Regions from separate parts of the Danio rerio genome. Here region 1 is linked to region 2. Evidence: chromatin contacts called from public Micro-C data. All regions are on one chromosome and are shown on one strand. Each heading gives the region's core, a stretch centred on a gene start, on an enhancer-like site or on the middle of the called end of the contact. The rest is flanking DNA. Distances are from core to core; before and after follow the strand shown.

The links. Hi-C and Micro-C count contacts between places; a contact is called where the count stands out from the background.
Region 1: a Micro-C map of caudal fin shows a contact between it and region 2, with 8 times the contacts expected there. The contact joins the promoter of setmar here to the enhancer-like site in region 2. A contact is called at or near these places in 3 of 18 Hi-C or Micro-C datasets (caudal fin, hematopoietic stem cells and an unstated tissue).

Annotation. Positions count from the first base shown.
Region 1 is chr11:38,430,252-38,435,371 of GRCz12tu, forward strand. It overlaps setmar (SET domain and mariner transposase fusion gene), which reads right to left and starts at 3,509. Exons shown (of 2, transcript NM_001113600.2): 1 at 3,319-3,509; 2 at 1-808. The coding sequence starts at 3,414. The coding sequence ends at 23.
Region 2 is chr11:38,346,704-38,352,238 of GRCz12tu, forward strand. itpr1b (inositol 1,4,5-trisphosphate receptor, type 1b) reads right to left here. Exons shown (of 58, transcript XR_012387289.1): 11 at 4,649-4,693; 12 at 1,373-1,527. Among named protein-coding and RNA genes, the nearest start is that of itpr1b, 60 kb to the right of the region's middle. Within about 2 kb of position 1,513, at least 35 of the 62 cell types and tissues checked have an H3K27ac peak or open chromatin away from gene starts, as enhancers often do. A contact at or near this core is called in caudal fin, where this site is marked.

The DNA of each region.
Region 1 (5,120 bases), core at 2,259-4,758, 86 kb after region 2:
TTGACTTAAAACTAAACACTTTTTAATGAAGAATTGACATATCCAATGGCAAAAATCCTGAACAATTCGATGCCCCACAACGACAGACTTTCTTCTGAGGTATTTCCTCACCATCAGCTCCAACGTGAGTCTTTTCATCCAATTTGGCTGTTTCTGCACTGCTGTTTTGTCCACCTGAATAGTCAAAAGTCAGCTCTTCATAGCATTCAATATCCCGATTTGCGAATAGAGCGAGTCTGGGCAGCACAGAATGCACCCGGACGGGCAGCATGATCAGATTTGGCTGGCACGAGTGATTGATGAACCTCCCAACATTGCCTAAATTTACAGGGTCCACAAAAGTTTGGGTGACCCTGTCCAACCCTTTATGCTCCTGCACCGCGATAATATAATTCATATGAAGAGGAGTCTGAGAAAGCTGACGGCGACGGGCTTCATCAATCCCAATGACTTCCCCAGCATATTCACATACAAATCGGCCACAAGGAAGGCGCTCTAGAGCCTCCACCCCCAACCCTCTGTCGGCGGTGCTGAAAACACCCAGACGGACACACACCCCGTTTTGGACCACACGGGTTTGGCAGGACTCGCCGCAGGAGCAGAAAGCATTGCACTCGAATACTGGCCTGCTGTATGTGGCGTCCTGTGGATGTTGGTTCAGACAGGCTCTGCTGTCGTACGTCTGGCCAAATCTCAGGCAGGGGCAGCTTTCGGGAAAGCAGGACTGGACGCGACACGAGCAGCCAGGGAGAGTCACCGCATTCGGGTCAATGTCACAGCCGGGTCCTTGTACATTCTCTGGCACATACTGAAGGATTGGGTCGGATTAAAAACACTGATTTCATGCTGTTTATAGTTGCATACAATAACTTTAATATTTCTTATGTGCAGCTTGAAATACCGATATGTATAATTTAAAAAATCTATATAATTTATAAAAATAGAACAATAAAAACATATACAGTTGAAGTCAGAAATATTAGCCCCCCTGAATTATTACCCCAATTTCTGTTTAACGGAGAGCAGATTTTTTTCAACACATTTCTACATATAACAGTTTTAATAACTCATTTCTAAAAACTGATTTATTTTATCTTCGCCATGATGACATAAATAATATTTGACTAGATATTTTTCATGACACTTCTAAACAGCTTAAAGTGACATTTAAAGGCTTAACTAGGTTAAATAGGTTAACTAGGCAGGTTAGGGTAATTAATAATAACCATAATAACAAACCATAATGATTTATTATCCAAAAAATATCCAAAAAAATATAGCTTAAAGGGGCTAATAATTTTTACATTAAAATGTTTTCAAAAAAATTAAAAACTGCTTTTATCTAGCTGAAATAAAACAAATAAGACTTTCTCCAAAAGAAAAAATATTATCAGAGATACTGTAAAAATGCCCTTGCTCTGTTAAACATTGTTTTGGAGATATTTAAAAAAGAAAAAAAATCAATAATAATTTTGACTTCAACTATATATATATATATATATATATATAGTATAATATAGAATATTCAGGGTGTTCACAGGGTCTTAAAAAGTCTTAAAATGTCTTAAATTTCAAAAACAAAATTTTAGGCCTTAAAAAGTCTTAAATTCACTGAATTATTGTCTTGTAGGTCTTAAATCATTTTAAACGGGTTTTAATTTTTCTTTATGTAAGGCTACTCAATCGATCCAACACACATCCAATCACCAATGATACATTTCAATAAAGCTTTTAGCAAGAGTCTTTTTATAACTAATACTAAAACAGTCTGCTGTGCATATATTTGGTTTTATTGAAGTTTTTAAAGAGTTTGTTTTTAAAGTTATGTTGAAAAAAATAGTATGTACACAACTAGGCTCTGCTTGTTTTGACATGTGATTTTTACACGTCTTTTGATGGGGCAAGTAAATTTTTTTTCTGCTAAAACATCCCAAAAAATCTTTTACATTTAGCCCTATGTAAGTTTAAAATTTCATTCTTGATGGTACTAAAAATGTCTTAAAAAGTCTTAAAATTGATTGGACCAAACCGGCATAAACCCTGATATTATAATTTATTTTAAATTTAAATTTTATACCTTTAAAAAGGTTTTTGACATTTTTGCTGTCACTCTTAGACAACACAAATTTGTAACATCAGAAAAGTTACAAATATATTTATAATTTTTCTATTTTTTATCAACTTTATATATTTTATTATATTTATTTTAATAATGTTTATTATTATTATTAATAATTATTATTACTATCATTATCATTATTATTATTGTGGTTTATTGTGAACATTTAATTCCCTCTCTCAGCATGACCTCCTAAATTGTTGTGATTTTATGTCTTATTTATTCACTTTATTTATTAATAAATACAGTTAAAATTATTTTTGGTTAACATATCGTTTAAGGTTTAATTTCTGTTTAAAATCTGTTTCCAGAAGGTATTTAGTAAGCGACGTGCAAAATTTGCATATTTATCCAGCGTTTTGTTTTTTTGTTGATTTTATTTTTTGCCTGTTGGCAGTACTTAATTTATTATTGAATTATATATTTATTTACTGATAAAAATAGATTCCCAAAGCCCCCCTATATAAAAAACTCTAGACTCTAATACACCTTGAAGTTTCAAAAAGGAAATCTAAACATGACTTCATCCAATGTTTCAATTTTTGAGCTACAAATGTATGCAAATGGGTGCATATTTAATCACATAATGCCTCGTTTGGATGTTTAGACAAAGTTTTTAAAAAACTTGTAATAAAAAATGTTTGCAATTCTTAATTTAATCAATCATTAGGGGAAGTACGGTGATCACCATTGCAATTTTTAAGTTATTAAACTGAAGTGTCTTGCCATTAAGAGATAGTTCAACCAAAACTAAACATTTTGCCATCATTTACTCACCCTTAACTTGTAACAAACCTGTTTGAGTTTCTTTCACCCGATAACCATTAACTTCCAGAATATTTGTTTTTTATACTGAGTGTCAATTTCTACTGGTTACTAACATGCATCAGAATATCTTTTGTGTTTCACTGAAGAAAATAAAATCATGAAGCCCTTGAAACCACTTGAGGGTGAATGAATAGTGAGCAAAATTGTCATTTTTGGGTTAACTATCCCTTTAAGATTTACTTTAGAAATGAGTATGAAAGAACACGAAAGTGCTGCCATCAGGTGGTGGTGTGGCGGGACAAGTCATGCAATGTAATTCTTACTATTTTTTTTAAATCAACTTCAGGGTTTCTTGGGAGCATTTTACGACTACAAAATGACTAAAATGCCAATGTACTTGTAAATACTGTAACGAAAGAAGATGTGACTACCTGAAAATTGGAGAGAGCCTCTTTAGGGACACTGTTTTCGATCAAAACAGGAACATTCTCGAGTCCGCCGCTCAAATCCTGGCTGTAGGATCGCATTGTGTCTTTATGTCAATTTATGTATGATTATTTTGCGGGAGAGAACATTATTTACTTGCGGATTGTTTACAATATCGATGGGCACAAGCTTGAAAGAATCAAAAAGAGGCGGAAATGCTGCTTGCACTTGACAGTAATACAAAATAAAAGTCCAGTTCATGAGACCCGTTAGGTCAAAGATGTCCAAACGGTCCAAACCTTTGATTTGGCCCTCCATCCCATCTAAGAAGAGAGGGAAAGTTTAGGGGAGGGTTTTAGTTAATGGTTTTAATATCCATTGTCACTTCTAATTTAATGTAAGCCTTCATTTGTTAGTTTTATTTTCTAAGCTACAAAAAAAAAAAAGAAAGAAAGAAAAACTAACTTAAAATAAATGTTTCAATTAAATGTTGTAAATGAATCCAATAATAAACTAATAAACTCTATAGAGTTTTAAATTTAATTCTCATGTCTTCATTATAATGTTTATTATCAAAAAAATGAAATGGATTAGGTAATATGATTAAAATAATGTTTTCTATTTATATTTAAATAAATGAGGAAATTATTCATGGAAACTTCGGCTCATGGCCCTATTTCAAGTTTGGTTTTTGCCCTTCATAAGAAAGTGTTTGGCCACGACTACGTTTTAGGTGATTTGATATATTGATAAAAAACAAACAAACAGAAAAAAAACATGTTAAATGATCACGTTGTATAAATAATTATTATATATAAATATCTGACATGAACTTATAAAAAAATGCACGTTTTAGGTAAAATATAAAAACTGTTGTTTTTATTCTGAGATTTTAGAAAGTGAGATGCTGAATATTCATGTGTGTGTGTGTGTGTGTATATATATATATATATATATATATATATATATAAATATATATTATAAATATATATATATATATATACATACACACACACATTTACACACACACACATATATATATATATATATATATATATATATATATATATATATATATATATATATATATATACACACACACACACACACACACACACACACACACACACACACACATTTACATGTGTGTGTGTGTGTGTGTGTGTGTGTGTGTGTGTGTGTGTGTGTGTTGGGAAAGGTTATAAAAGAAATGCATTACAGTATTGAGTTACTCCCCAAAAAAGTACTTACTTATGTTATTTAACTACTTAAATAACTTTTTATAGTAAGTATTGTGTTACATTACTTTTGAGTTACTTTGCATCACTGTTTATTACCTGGCTAAGACTTCATCTCTTTCAGAACTTTTTCCCCCCTATTTTTTAATAGAGGAACTTACTTAATATAACCTCACTTTACACACTGTATAACCTGCACCTACATTTCCCTTAAAAGAACATAAAAAAAAAAAAATATATATATATATATATATATATATATATATATATATATATATATATATATATTTATATATATTTTAGGATGTTATCTGAGAACTTCCTGACCCCAGAGCTATACATGCCATATATATAATATTGAAAGTTTAAAGGAATGTGTTCTCTACTTTAGTACTATTTGTCTTAAGTAAAATCACTGTCCATTGAAACAATCCTTTTCTTCGATGCGTTGAAAATAATGAACAAATTTCCTCATTGATTGTGCAATTCATTGTTTAATTTTCAGCAATTTATTTTTTAAAAGTTCATTAGTTAAACTAAAAGGCAACTCAAATATTATTTCTTTTTAA
Region 2 (5,535 bases), core at 263-2,762:
TGTTTTTTTCTAATATGCCTACGAGATACGGTAACACTTTATTTTGATGGTCCACTTGAGTATTAGTAGACTTTCTGCTTAATATCTGTTGATACTGCTGCTTCAACAGACATTTAACTGACTATAAGAAACTTTGCAAGTACATGTCAATTCAATTCAACTCAATACATCTTTATTTTTATAGCACTTTTACGATGTAGATTGTGTCAAAGCAGCTTCACATAGTGAAATGAAACAGTGTAGTTTAGTTTTAAGAGTTTAAGCTCAGTTCAGTTCAGTCAACTTACACTAACCCTAACATCAACCTAATAGTCTACTTATGATCTAATGAGATTTAGATGGCATGTAGATGCAATGTATCTTAAATTCAACAAACGGACCATGAAAAATAAAGTGTGACCCTAGATACTAATAAGTTTAAAAGATATTGTTGTGTGTGTTATGCCTAATAAAAATATAACCTTGGGCAGAAAGACATTAGACATTATAAATACACTCATCTACACACTCAAAAATGACTTTAGCTTAAAACAAAAATGAAAACAACACAATTATCAAAATTTTTGGACACAACTTGAGTGTTTTATGTCCAATCCCCTAAAATTTGTAAAAACAATTAAGTTACCAATCAATTTGTTTTGGAAAAACATGAAGGAATTGCGTGGAACCCAGAATTTGTTAGTGTATTTCTTCACAAGTATGTATCAGTCAATTCAAAGTCAATTCGAAGGTTACCCTTGGGCAGGTATAGACAGTTCAGGTTCAGATGCCACAGTAAAATATTATAATATTATATACATTTTATTATTGTAAAAGAGCAATGACTTTTTTCAGAGTATTTCCTTTAATAATATTTCTGCTGGAGAAATTCTTATTTATTTATTTTTTTCAGCAAGAATAAAAGCAGTTTTTAATTTTTAAGGTCAATATTATTAGCTCACTTAAGCAATTTTTTTTATTGTCTACAGAACAAAATTTCCTAATTACCCTAACTTGCCTAATTAACCAAGTTAAGCCTTTAAATGTCACTTTAAGCTGAATGCTAGTATCTTTAAAAAAAAAATCTAATCAAATATTTTATGCTGTCATCATGGCAGTTATTAGAAATGAGTTATTGAAACAATTATGTTTAGAAATGTATAATATATATATATATATATATATATATATATATATATATATATATATATATATACACACACACACATACATAAATAAATACATATGGGGGGCTAATAATTCAGGATTAATTATTTAGGTTAATAAATAATCAGGTTAATAATTATGACTTTAACTGGTTATTTTAAGTATGACCTCTGAACCGGCACTTTCCATACCTGCCCAGCGTTATACCGTGTTTACTGTTGTGTACCTGGGCACGAGTGAGTCTCCTCCTCTGAGAGTGGTGGGGTCCAGCTCAAATATAGAGGAAATGTCATTGCCATCAGGCACAGACACCAGTGAGTACATGACCTTCTCATTGGGCGTGCGCAGACGAGCTCGCAGAGCCTCATGTTCAGAGTCCAGCTGGAGGAGAGATAAAAACACAACACAAACACACTTCTTCAGCTCACACACTTAAACCTTCACCCCAGCAAACAATCTTTGAGTCCTGACATCTTTACAACTCTTGAGTGTGACCTTAAATAACACACACACACACTCACACCTGAGGACATGAAAGAACATGAAGAACGCGAAAACTGTCTCACCGTTTGACGTGTGGTTTCAAGATGAACAGGTTCAGCATTTTTGGACAATAATTAAGCTAAAAAATGTTGATTTTTGGTTAATTAGAAAGAAACTCTGCGCAAACATTCAATAGGGTTTAATATACTTGACATAAGGGCCTGATATGAGAAAACATAATGATTAACTTACAAAGTAGGCGCGCGCTACTGTCTCAACAGGTGATTAAAATGAGTGGTGTTCTAGTGGCATCTATAGGTGCAGTGACGCACTGCACACACTGCTTTTTCCGCAGCAGCAGCGACACCGCGTGGAGGGTTAAAGAATACAGCCTACAAACTAAAAACATTAAAACGTCGAATAAATTTAATATTATAGATTTATATAAAAATATATATGCTGAATATATGATATATTATTAAACAGACAAGTTTGTAAATGTTTTATGTATGCATTTCTAGTCTCAAACTGAGTATTTTATTGTTACCTGTGTATTTTACTTTCAATGTAAAATTAACAAGTACTGGGATTGTTAAGGATGGTTTTTGGTAATTGAAAGACGTAAATAAATAACAATATGCATTATTATTATTATTATTATTATTTGTATTTATTAATTAATACGATTAATTTTATAATAATAATAATAATGACAATCACATCTGAAATATTGTCTTGTTAACAGAAATTATCAACAATTTTTAAAAAATTGCATAGGAAGTAGTACCATTAGTAAAACTTAATTAAAACATTATAAACATATCAAAAGAAAAAAAACAAATACTTAAACATAAATTGAAATGAAAATAAATTAAAATATAAAAACCTGTCAGACTATTAATAATTTAATTAATATCACTGTATATACATATTTTAAAAAATAATTAAATAAATAATTGTAAACCAAATAAAACAAACAGAGCCTAAAAAAATCTAATGAAATTTTAAAATGGCACAAAACGAACATAAATACATTAAGATAAACTGAAATGAAAAATTGAAAATTGAATTGAAAAAATTAATAAATTAATAAAAAGCACTATATACATATTTTAAAAAATGTTAATTAATTAGAAGAGAACTAAATAAAACCAAAGCCCAAAAGAAATGAAACTAAATTTTAAAATGGCACAAAACACGCATAAATACATTAAGATAAATTGAAATGAAAAGAAAACTGAATATATACAAAGCTGTCAGATCAATATGACATAAATTAAAACCCACTGTATAAACATATGAAAAACATTTATTAAAAAAATCAATTGAAAATTTAAAATGGCTCAAAATGCACATAAAAACAATGATAAATTGAAATAAAAATAAAATAGAAAATTCCAAAAGCTGTCAGATCAATAATCCATAAAAGGGGTGGTCCACTACGATATCATATTTTACACTTCAGTTGATATGTAATGTAGCTGTGTGAACATAAGCAGCATCTCTGAACGTCAGCTGCTCAAAGTTCAATGCAAAGGGAGACATTGGCTTTTACAGAGTTAGCTTAGCAAAGCCTACAGCGAACAAAGTTTGGGGAATACAAAAAATACAACCAGGCTATTGAGATCACAAACGCTTCCAGTTACACAGATTCACCATGAGCATACACCCTGCGAAGCAAAGGGCCGTGGCCAGAGGTGCTGTAGTGCTGTAATGTAGCAGAGAAAGCTTGTTCTGTTTCTGTATTTGGGCTTCCAAAGGACACGACACAGAGAGAAGTGCTTACAGTTTATTTTTATTATGTTCCAGAGAATTATAAAAATACATATAATTAGCATTTGACAAAGGAGAACTTCCAAAATCTCTTCTAGTTCTGAAGTCGGCTAAAAACTCCTCAAGAAAGGAGCAGCTCCAACCATAACTGAAGTGGCTGTGGATTGTGAGCCACAACCTGTAAGTATTTTTATTCGTTAAATTTGTTATCCATTACATCCATAGTGTCTAGTGGTAAAGGTATGTTGTAGTGAGGACGTAAACAACGGGAAATGCTGTTTGGCACCGCTGTAAACACCCACTGTCTTCAGCAGCACTGCAGTCTTTCTCTATGCGGCTGCTTTCAGTGTCTCGCTATGCTTTCCCTGCATTCTACATCTCAAATAACGAACTTGCAAAAGATATGAGAACGTTTCATATTGCTTACACATGCTTATAATCCGAATATATGTGAAAGACACTTGTCAGATTTTATTTTAGTGAGCAGTCGTGAGGTTCAGCTGTGTGCTTTGTGTCAATTTCTGTCTGATTCAGGCTCAAGCTAACAGCTACTCTGACTGACAGTATTTACACAACGGCAAAGCGCGTGCTAACAGAGGCGTGACGATTCCTGGTGACATGGAACCGATCCACGAATCACAGCACATTATGATTTCTGACTAATCAGAGTCTCTTGAGGGCGGGCCTTTGGAGGAACTAGGAAATATGTCGTTACTAGGAAATAATGTCGTTTTCATGATAGCGGAGTAGCTGTATATAATCAAAGTAAGATGAAAAAAAAGTAAAGTAAAGCATGAGCACACATTGCTTTGCATCTTATAAACACAACCAAGCCTTAAAATAAATTCTGGACCACCCCTTTAATTATAACCCACTGTATCTACAGATTTAAATAATAATTATAATAATTTGTTAAATGAGAACCAAAGAAAACCACCAAAGCCTAAAAAGAAAATCAAATGAAATTTTTAAATGGCACAAAATGCACAAACACTTGACAAAAGCACAATGCTGCACAGAACTTCAAGATAAGAGGCATCTTTTGATTTAGGCATCTGAGATGAACATGAAGGTACAGTAGTGAGACTATCATTTAAGAGCCGTTTGAAAGATTGACTGTACCTGGAAGTTAAAGGGTGAAAAATCTGCCACCTGAAGCAGGAAACAGAAACACAGCCAACAGTTTATTTGCCTTCACACAAAGCAAAAGCACAAACACAAGAACGACAGCTATTTGACTGCTTACAGATGAACGGGATTCCTGCGATTCTTCCTCATAGTCAGGATTGACCTGTGAATGCAAAAAGACACCAAAAACATCCTTAAATTGTGCAACGAAATCTGAGAAATCAGCAGGAAACTGATAGACTTGTGGGCACAAGCTAATCAAGATAGTCAGGGCCTGATCTTTGAACATGGTTTACCTGCATAGCAAGATTTTTTCATCTTTTTTTTTTTTTTTTTTGAAGACTTGACATTAACACAGTATTTCCCCTTCTGAAAAGCTTCAAGTGCACTAAATGCAAAATTTTAATCCTATTGTAAATAACAGGTGTTCATCGCTCTTAAAAATGCTTTTGATTGTAGCAGAAACAATTTTTAAAGATCAGTAATCACTGACAGGTTATTATTCTCCATTAAACAATTGGATACATTTGGTAATTGTGACAAAAAAAAGAAAAGAAAAAGCACTGATGTAAAAAATAAATAAATAAAATAAAATAAAAAATACTAAATGAAAACATTAAATCACATCAATTTAAAATATATTTTATTTTATCATGTTTTAAATTATTTAATGAACAATAATAACTGTTGCAATTATGTTATATTCCAATTTAAACTATTAAAACATGTATTCAAATAATAAAAACACGTTTATTTTTCTATTATTTAACCAACATATAATCAAGTAAAATAAAGCCATAAAATACATATACTAATAACTAAAATGAAAATAAAACCATTAAATCATATTCAGTTAATATAATTTTATTTAGCTGTTTAAAGTTATTTAATAAACAATAACAACTGTTAAAATTATGTTATTGTTGTGCTAACTAGTATATAGCCAAAAAAATGCATATTACAATAATCTAAAATAATAATAAATGACAACGTTAAATCATTTCA